Linked DNA regions of Mus musculus: regions 2 and 3 are each linked to region 1. A link is a contact called in public HiChIP or PLAC-seq data. All regions are on one chromosome and are shown on one strand. The core of a region is the stretch at or near the end of the contact, and the rest is flanking DNA. Distances in the headings are between cores, read along the strand shown.

Evidence for each region. HiChIP or PLAC-seq counts read pairs in DNA pulled down with a chosen protein or histone mark.
Region 2: an HNF4G HiChIP or PLAC-seq map of pancreatic cancer cells shows a contact between it and region 1. The contact joins two enhancer-like sites. A contact is called at or near these places in 4 of 484 Hi-C or Micro-C datasets (the HL-1 cell line, embryonic fibroblasts, liver and 1 more), 2 of 115 datasets of contacts at active chromatin or transcription factors (embryonic stem cells and pancreatic cancer cells) and 3 of 9 other capture datasets (adipose tissue, embryonic stem cells and pancreatic islet).
Region 3: a FOXA1 HiChIP or PLAC-seq map of pancreatic cancer cells shows a contact between it and region 1. The contact joins the promoter of Apob here to the enhancer-like site in region 1. A contact is called at or near these places in 10 of 39 promoter capture datasets (the 3T3-L1 cell line, 3T3-L1-derived adipocytes, the HPC-7 cell line and 4 more), 9 of 484 Hi-C or Micro-C datasets (the G1E-ER4 cell line, the HPC-5 cell line, bone marrow-derived macrophages and 6 more), 1 of 115 datasets of contacts at active chromatin or transcription factors (pancreatic cancer cells) and 3 of 9 other capture datasets (adipose tissue, embryonic stem cells and pancreatic islet).

What each region holds. Positions count from the first base shown.
Region 1 is chr12:8,221,909-8,224,608 of GRCm38.p6, forward strand. The region is part of intron 2 of Ldah (lipid droplet associated hydrolase); the gene reads left to right. Among named protein-coding and RNA genes, the nearest start is that of Gm33037, 15 kb to the left of the region's middle. Within about 2 kb of position 1,338, at least 19 of the 459 cell types and tissues checked have an H3K27ac peak or open chromatin away from gene starts, as enhancers often do. A contact at or near this core is called in the HL-1 cell line and pancreatic cancer cells, where this site is marked.
Region 2 is chr12:8,088,807-8,091,574 of GRCm38.p6, forward strand. All of the region lies in intron 1 of Gm33037 (a long non-coding RNA gene), which reads right to left. Among named protein-coding and RNA genes, the nearest start is that of Apob, 110 kb to the left of the region's middle. Within about 2 kb of position 1,290, at least 49 of the 459 cell types and tissues checked have an H3K27ac peak or open chromatin away from gene starts, as enhancers often do. A contact at or near this core is called in the HL-1 cell line and pancreatic cancer cells, where this site is marked.
Region 3 is chr12:7,976,324-7,979,023 of GRCm38.p6, forward strand. Apob (apolipoprotein B) reads left to right here and starts at 1,354. Exons shown (of 29, transcript NM_009693.2): 1 at 1,354-1,537; 2 at 1,890-1,928. The coding sequence starts at 1,456.

The DNA of each region.
Region 1 (2,700 bases), core at 88-2,587:
TTAGTTCTTTGAGAATTTTATATAATGTGTTTTGATCATATTCTCCTCCCAGATCTCTCTCACCTCCCCATCCACTCCTAACTTCTTTCCCTCCCTTAATATCTAAGTCCAGTTTGTGCTGACCAGCGTGTGCTAGGTATTGGTCAACATTTCTCATTACTCTGTGTCAGGTTAGATCCCTTTCCTAGAGCTCACACTGCACTCTTGATATTCTCTCACTGTTGGTGAAGTGCTTCGGTTATTTCCTGAGACGTGCAGAGGAGCAATCTTGCAAATAGTGCAGCCTATCCAAGAGTTGTGTAAGGTTGGGGGTGTGGCATGGTGGTCTGAGTGTGTGTAACGTATGGAAGGAGAAAAAGACACTGTCTTGGACTCAGCATCTCTCTTTTTTTAAGATTTATTTATTATTATATGTAAGTTCACTATAGCTGTCTTCAGACACACCAGAAGAGGGCATCAGATTTCAAATTATGGATGGTTGTGAGCCACCATTCGGTTGCTGAGATTTGAACTCGGGACCTTTGGAAGAGCAGTCAGTGATCATAACTGCTGAGCCATCTCTCCAGCCCAAGATTCTTTTTGAAACTCGGTCTCATAGCATGTGATAAAATAAAAAATAGATGTACTCTACCAGCAGGGAGAGCTTGAAGTTATCAGCATATTGGGTGCTGCTCCATGTAGCAGAGGTTTGATGAAGATGGGGTACAGAAAATAATAGACTCACGATCATGGACTGGAAGCACAGTATCTTCCTGAAACTGGGAGGAGGGAAATTTGGCAACTGAAATGGACAAAATATGAAAGGATTTAAGAGGAAACTGAAATCATCCCTGCCCACCACATGGCTGTCTCCCATTAAGGGTTGAAGTTTCTTTCTGAGAGTGACTCTAGTGGAGAGTGGGGACAGTAGAATAGCCTATATACTGAATGAAAGGAATTAAATTAAAAAAATAAAAGTATATAAATTTTTCATCAGCTTCACAATGAAATGGCAGACATATTGGGAGTACAGCGTGAAAGGGCCCAAGATTCATGGGGAGTCCTCAGAGTTAGGGGTGCTTAGGCTGTTAGCCACTTCCAGCTAATGAAAGGACCTACGCTTCTAGTTCTTACAAGTAGTGCCTGCATGGGAATCAGCGCCTGAGGACACAGGTCCCTTTGCCCTGCCATTGACTTCTGATGCAGAAACGCTGGGGGTGTCACAGTCATGCGTAAAAGAGGAATTTGCTGCTTAAACTTAATGCAAATAAGTCCTTTTGGATTTGATAACTGTGATGAATTATGGGGCAGAGGTAGTGACTCAGCCCAGCTGGATTTCGCAATCACTTAACATGGGCATGACAAGAGGAGTGTCACTTAGGTATCCCGCTTCTCAGGGCATACATGAGTGGCTGAGAAGGGTTAGGATGGCATTGGCAAGTAAGTCCTAAGGTCTGTGAAGTAGCTGAGTGAGGTGCTGCCCACTGAATGCCCCACCTAGGGACTCGCTTCACTTACTGTCTCTTCTGTGTAGTCTGCAAAGACCAAAACAATCGCCTCTGCCACTGAGGTGTGTGAGGTGTTACAGAGTAGTGAGAGCTCTACTGAAAAGGTTCAAGGGGCAGAGAGCCCACAGGGAAGCTATGCTTCCTGTGTGCCGAGGAAGTAGAGGAAGCTGTTGCCAGGTGCACTGCAGATGGAGGGAAGTGGGACACATTCCTGGTCCCATGGTCTCTTTCCTCTGTGGCCTCAGTCATTTCTGTGAGATTCCAGAGACGCCTAGGCTTGTTGTGCTCCTTAGTTGGTGGCATTCCATTACCCTGTCTTTGGGAGCTCATCTACATGAACTGTCATGAAAGTTGGGGTGCGTGTTTACAGGGGAAGGCATCTGGAGTTCTGTGGCCTCTCCAGGTGTGCTATCTTCAGCAGCCTCCTTGTGTTGCACTGTGTGTTGCTCTCTAAACGCTGTCCATCCGTGGTTGTATAGAACCTTCATTTTCAGAAGGTTGCTAAGAACAAGGGTAAAGAGGTCAGACCTGCCCAGTCCTCCGAGATAGGCGCAGTGAAATATGAAGATGGTGGTAAGTGGACCCCAGCACCACACCAGCTGAGAGGAGAGAACCTTCCCTACACAGAGGTAGATAAATTTGGTGGAGAAATGGTCAGCGTGGTGGCACATGACTATGATCCCAGCACTTGACAGGCTGAGCCAAGAGGATTGCTTGGAGTTCGAGGACAGCCCTGGATTCATGGTAAATACCAGGCCAGGATGTTCTAGAGTGTGAGAAACCCTGACTTAAAGGTGAAAGAGAGGGTAAATACAAAGCCAAGTAGACATTAATGGAAAGAGACTAGTGTCACTATGTGTAAAGACTGTATATCGAGGGTAGGCATTCTGATTCAGTGTTTCATGGTCAGTATGTTTAAAATTGTACCTATATTATTACTAAATACACTCCTGACAAACTGTAAGTTCCAATTTTACTCCAAGATGAGTATGTGACTCATTCAGCTTATAAACATGATAAGTAAAATCTATTTGTAATGTTAAATGAATCCTGTCATCTACAGTCACCTCTGTTTAGTCATAATGTACATAATGTACTTTTTAAAACATCTTAATGGATCCAATTTGCTAGCCTTTAGATTCGAATTTTTCATGTGTATTCATTGGAATACTGACTTGTAGTTCTGTTTTTCTAGAAGTCACATCTGCTTTTG
Region 2 (2,768 bases), core at 40-2,539, 130 kb before region 1:
TATTTTCCCACAAAGGAATCCAATAGCCAATGGAGGTTCTCCAGGAATGATGAGATAGATATTTATTTGGGGGTGGGGGAGCATAAAGAATAGATATTACAGCAGGAATTCTCAAAGAAAGCAGGCTTCAGACAGATCCTGAGATCAGATATATCCTGCATGATCCATTTAGGCCAGGTCCTAGAGCTCCCACAATTCCCAGGGGTTCTAAGCATAGGTTGGGGCCTAAGACCAAGAAGAAGGAAAGAATGAAGTATGTCCTCTTAGAGCTTGACAAACGCTGTGGACTCCTTAGAAGTGACCTAGCAGTGCTTTGTCCTACAGTCCCTGTCCTGGAGAAAGCCCAGTCTCCCAAGGAATACAGCCATAATATCCCTGCACCTAGAAGCAGTTCCTTACCCAGATACAGCTTCCCCTGCCTCAAACACCAGAGTGTGCTCATAAACTTTGCTCTGCTCTGCCCATTTTTGCTCAAATTCTGTGTAGTCAGCTTCACAAAGGCACTTTGTGGCACAATTTAACAAGACTGTCAGATTTTAGCTTAGTTATTTTCTTTTTTCCAAAACTTCTTAGGCACCCATTATGCTGTTTCTTTGAGGATGTTCAGACCATCCAATTTATCCTTCCATTCCACAGACTTTTCTTTAATTATCAGGGATATACAGCAATTAATGGAATATGAAGAACAATGTTGTCTCGGAGGAGGGGGGCCACAACAAGATCGTTAATGAGAACTTTGTAAAAGTCACATGTTAGGCAAGCTGAAAGGGGCATGATGATCCTTACCAGGCCCCCAGTCCCTGGAATCCGAATCACAAGGGCTCACACCCTTTGCTGACATACACACCCTGCCCACAGGAGGCTGAGGAGAAAAGGAAGCACCAATTCCTAGGAACCCTGGGAAAACTGCCACACAGCCCTCACTGGAGTTGTTTCTCAACTGCCTGACAGAGGATTCCAGAGCTGGCAAGAGGCAGGGCACCTCTGATTTCCTTCCATCCTTCCATTCTACAACCCATTGGTCTTGCTGTATCCAGGGATTCCCTGAAGAACATAAGGGATACTTTGGGATTTCAACTCCACAGTCCTTTTAAGTGGGTTCCATGGGGTCTGGGCAACCGAAAGGACCAACAGCACTTCCTTCTCAGGTTCTGGGTTGCAAAAGGTGAAGAGAACCATACGAATTCTACAGTTCATGTTTCACTTTAGATTAGAAGAAAAACCGCAGAAAAATAAGCCGTGTCAATCATCCCTGCTGTGTAAACAAGTGGTTAATAAGTCATGAGACAGTTTGCACTTTTTTTTTTTTTTCCTGGAATGGCCAGTGACAATGCGCCAAAGCCAAACCTTCTCTTTCATAGCTATTTGAAAAAAAGAACAAGGAAAGCTTTTGTGTCCCCTCTGGGAGCTGCAATAGCCAGTCCCTAGCTCCCTGAACAGCCTAGCTGGGTAATAAGCCTGTGGCTGGGCATCCTAGAGCTGGCTCTGGAGTCCAGCAACTGCCTGCAGTAGGCTGGGGTAAAGGCCCAAGAGTCCTGGCTCCCCTAAGGCTTCTTAGGGGAGTCCTTAGAGGCAGGACTAGAGTTGCCTCTTGAGAGTGTTATCAGCTCAGAAGGCACCTCTGTGATGAGAAAAAGGCAGGCTTATCATCACTGGGGTGAAACGGCACCTTGGCAGGAAGTCAAAGTCTTGTGAAAATTAGAAAAAGGTGCCTGTGCCTCCAGATCATTTGTCTCCAAACCTCATCTGTCAAGGTCAATGATTTGGGCTTTGCAGACAATGAGAGCCCTCTCACAGCGACTCAATGTTCTGTTATAACAGAAAGCAAAGGCAGCCACAAACAGGAAACGGGATAACATGTTCCAAAACGACTTTAGTCTGTAGAGATAGTAGACCTGGGCATAACATGTTCCAAAATGACTTTAGTCTGTAGAGATAGTAGACCTGGGCATAACATGTTCCAAAATGACTTTAGTCTGTAGAGATAGTAGACCTGGGCATAACATGTTCCAAAATGACTTTATTTAATCTATAGAGATAGTAGACCTGGGCATAACATGTTCCAAAACGGCTTTAATCTATAGAGATAGTAGACCTGGGCATAACATGTTCCAAAACGGCTTTAATCTGTAGAGATAGTAGACCTGATTTGACTCATGAACCATAGGTTGCCTGCCCCTGCTTTGAAAAGATGCAGTTCATAGCCAGGGCTGGCACATGGAACAAAGGCGAATGGCCATCCTTCCTTACCCTTAGACTGATCCCACAGCCCTATCGATGGTGGCGGTCCTGCCCTCAAACGCCCAGAGTGCCAGTGACTACAAAGGACAGTTCTTTGGGCCTGGGATGGAAACCCCAGGGATCCTCAGCATCCTTTATGCATAATTTGTTTTCAGTTGTTGTTCTGACTCTCCAGTCCTGGAGTTGTGCCATCAGAAGGCCAGTCCTACAAACTGAAAGCCATCTCCCATGCCACTGAGTAAGCCCAAACTTGTAAACTGCACTAAGCCCAGGTTGTAAGCCAGACTCCTGTTACTTGAGAGTCAAGGAGAAGGTCTGTGAAGACAGGAAATCCAGGGGAGCCAAATCCCAGCGCTTCTGAGATGAGAAAAGCCATCTGTCTCCTGGGGCCTTTTCTTTTGGGCAAGATGCCTATTAACCAACAAATGATTAATTGGAGGGGAAGATGAAGAAAGAACAGTTATTTCTGGACATTTTTCAATTTTTCCCCATAAACAGTCATCCAATTATAATTAAAATACAGTGGT
Region 3 (2,700 bases), core at 104-2,603, 250 kb before region 1:
TGGACAGAAAGTGCTTGCCCTATGACCAAGAGGACCTGAGTACAGCGCTCACTGGATAAAGACAGACACAGCATACTCTTGGAGCCCCAGGGCTGAGGACTTGGACACACAGTCCTTGGAGCTTGCTGCAGCTGGTCAAGTCAAGCTAGTTAGCGAGTTCCAGGATCAGTGCCTCAAAAGCTAAGGTAAAGAGTGATTTTGAAAATCACTCAAGGGCTGGAGAGATGGCTCAGTGGTTAAGAGCACTGACTACTCTTCCGAAGGTCCTGAGTTCAAATCCCAGCAACCACATGGTGGCTCACAACCATCTATAATAAGATCTGATGCCCTCTTCTGGTGTGTCTGAAGACAGCTACATTGTGTTCACATATAATAAATAAATCTTTAAAAAAAAAAAAAAAAAAAAAAAACACTCAAAGTTGGCTTATGGCCTCTGTATGCATGTACACAGGTTCATGCATTTCTATGCGTGCATGCCCATGAACCTATATATACACGCACACACACACACACACACACACACACACACACCTGACATACTCTAACGACTTTTGTCCCTAGGCTACGACCCATTTCCACTCCTCTGGCTCCAAACACCCATACAGAGTGATGTTCGCCATGCCCTGCTCACCCAAAGCTCCCTGTCTGTGGGGCAGATTGCCTCGCCACTAGACTGGAGGTGCTAAGACCACACAGCCCATCACAGACATTCGCCTTCCAGACCATCACAATTCCACCCCACCAGCTTTCTTCCATGACTGGCGCTGCCCACAGTGGACCCCGGGAGCTGATCATCTCTGGGCCCCCCTCTTCACTAGTTTTCTGTGAGACTTGGACACCAAACCCAAGCACACACCAGACTTCCCCCTTTCTCTTCCCACCTTGCTAAATTAGTTAGGACAGGATTGTTTATTCAAAACCAAAGTCCACCAAAATGGGAAGGAGCTTAGGAAGAAGCCCCCACCAGTGCGTAAAGAACATTTTTCCAAAGGGCTCCGGAGTCAGAGCAGGAGCGGGGTACAGGGTATGACATCATCCCTATGGTTGGTGGTCTCCTGGAGAAAGTCAGGGCATGCTGACGGGATAATAAGTCCACTATCGACCTGCGACCCCCTGAGGAAAGAAACACAAGTTCGGGGGTGGGGGGAGCCCCAGGTGGCGGCGTTTGAACCAGCAGTGAGACCACCATCAGATCCAGTCTTATCCACCTAGAAATGCGCTTGTATGGAAAAGCAAACAGGCCCGGGCCGTGCCCTTTGGACCTTTGGCAATTCTCCTTAAGCCAGCTCCTCCTATAAATGGAGCACTTTTCAAAGGGCCAGGCAGTCTCATCAGTGCCTGCAGTGGATCAAGTACCTGCCTGAGCTCCGCCTCCGAAGACCCTGTAGAGCAAGCAGCAGGGGCTAGGCCCGTGGCCAGGCCACAGCCAGGAAGCCACCCCACCATCCATCCGCCATGGGCCCACGAAAGCCTGCCCTGCGGACGCCGTTACTGCTGCTGTTCCTGCTACTGTTCTTGGACACCAGCGTCTGGGCTCGTGAGTTAGGGTGGAAGCCTGGGAGAAAGCCAGCGTGGGGACAGAGCGCTGGGCTGTGCTACAGACCACCAGTTACATCCTGGGGTAGAAACTGGTGGCAGGCTGGCTATTAGGTAGCTTGGGCTAGGTGAGAGGGAAGGCAGCCGCAGGGTCCTAGGGAGGGGGCGGGGGGTGATGAAAAAAACAAGATCTAGCAGGCTCCTGGGTTCCGGGTGAGGGCACTGTACAGGGGAGTTAGAAAGAAGGCTCTGGATAGCTCTAAGATAATTTAGGTTGTGAGGGCTCCCTCCTGTCAGGCCATGGAACCCACTGGAAAACACAAGAAAGCCAAGGTTCTCCTTTTCTCTTACAGAAGATGAAGTCCTGGAAAACTTAAGCTTCAGCTGTCCAAGTAAGGCATTTTTCACTGGCCGCCTTGGTACTTCTCACCCTGACGCTCCTCTCCATCCACCCTCCTGTGCCCCCGTTCCTCCCACGTAGAACCCGTTTGCTTGCTCGGATTAGGAAGCACTGCTCAGACCCCTGCAAGTGAAGACTTTGAGTCTCTGTGCACCCAGACTCCTCCAACAAAGGATCTCTGCTCTTTGTGTATTGCCTTTCTTGTCTGTACCAAGACTTGGTTCTGAAGTGGGGTAGCGATGAGACTGTGGGCACTGTAGAGAGACATTGCTGTGCTGTTTATCGATGACTAATCACTGATTCAGAGTATGTGAGGATGAAGAAATGCCGACTTTAACCTTTGTGCAGAACACCAGACCCCTCCACCCCTTCCTATTTACTCTACCCTAGGGGTCAGAGGATCAGGCTTTGCCGCAATACCCAGCTTCCTCCGCAGAGCGCTAGGATTGGCCTCTCCTCTGATGGGGCAGCATCTCCATCTGGTGGCCATATGGCAGTACTACATCCGGGTTCCTAACCAGTTATTTTTCTCACAATCAAAAAATTCCTGTCATGGACAGTGGAATCTGCCAGAAGTTTCTTTTTATGGAGGGGGTTTCTAGAAGTCAACCAGACAGCCTTAACAGCTAACTTTGTGTCCGGTACTTCATAGGTTCTAGTCACGATAGCATTTTCAAACTGAGAAAACACTTAGCCCTGTCCCTTTGATAACTTAAAATTTCAAAGGCTCATCACATGGATTTCTGCAGTTCCATTTAATCGAT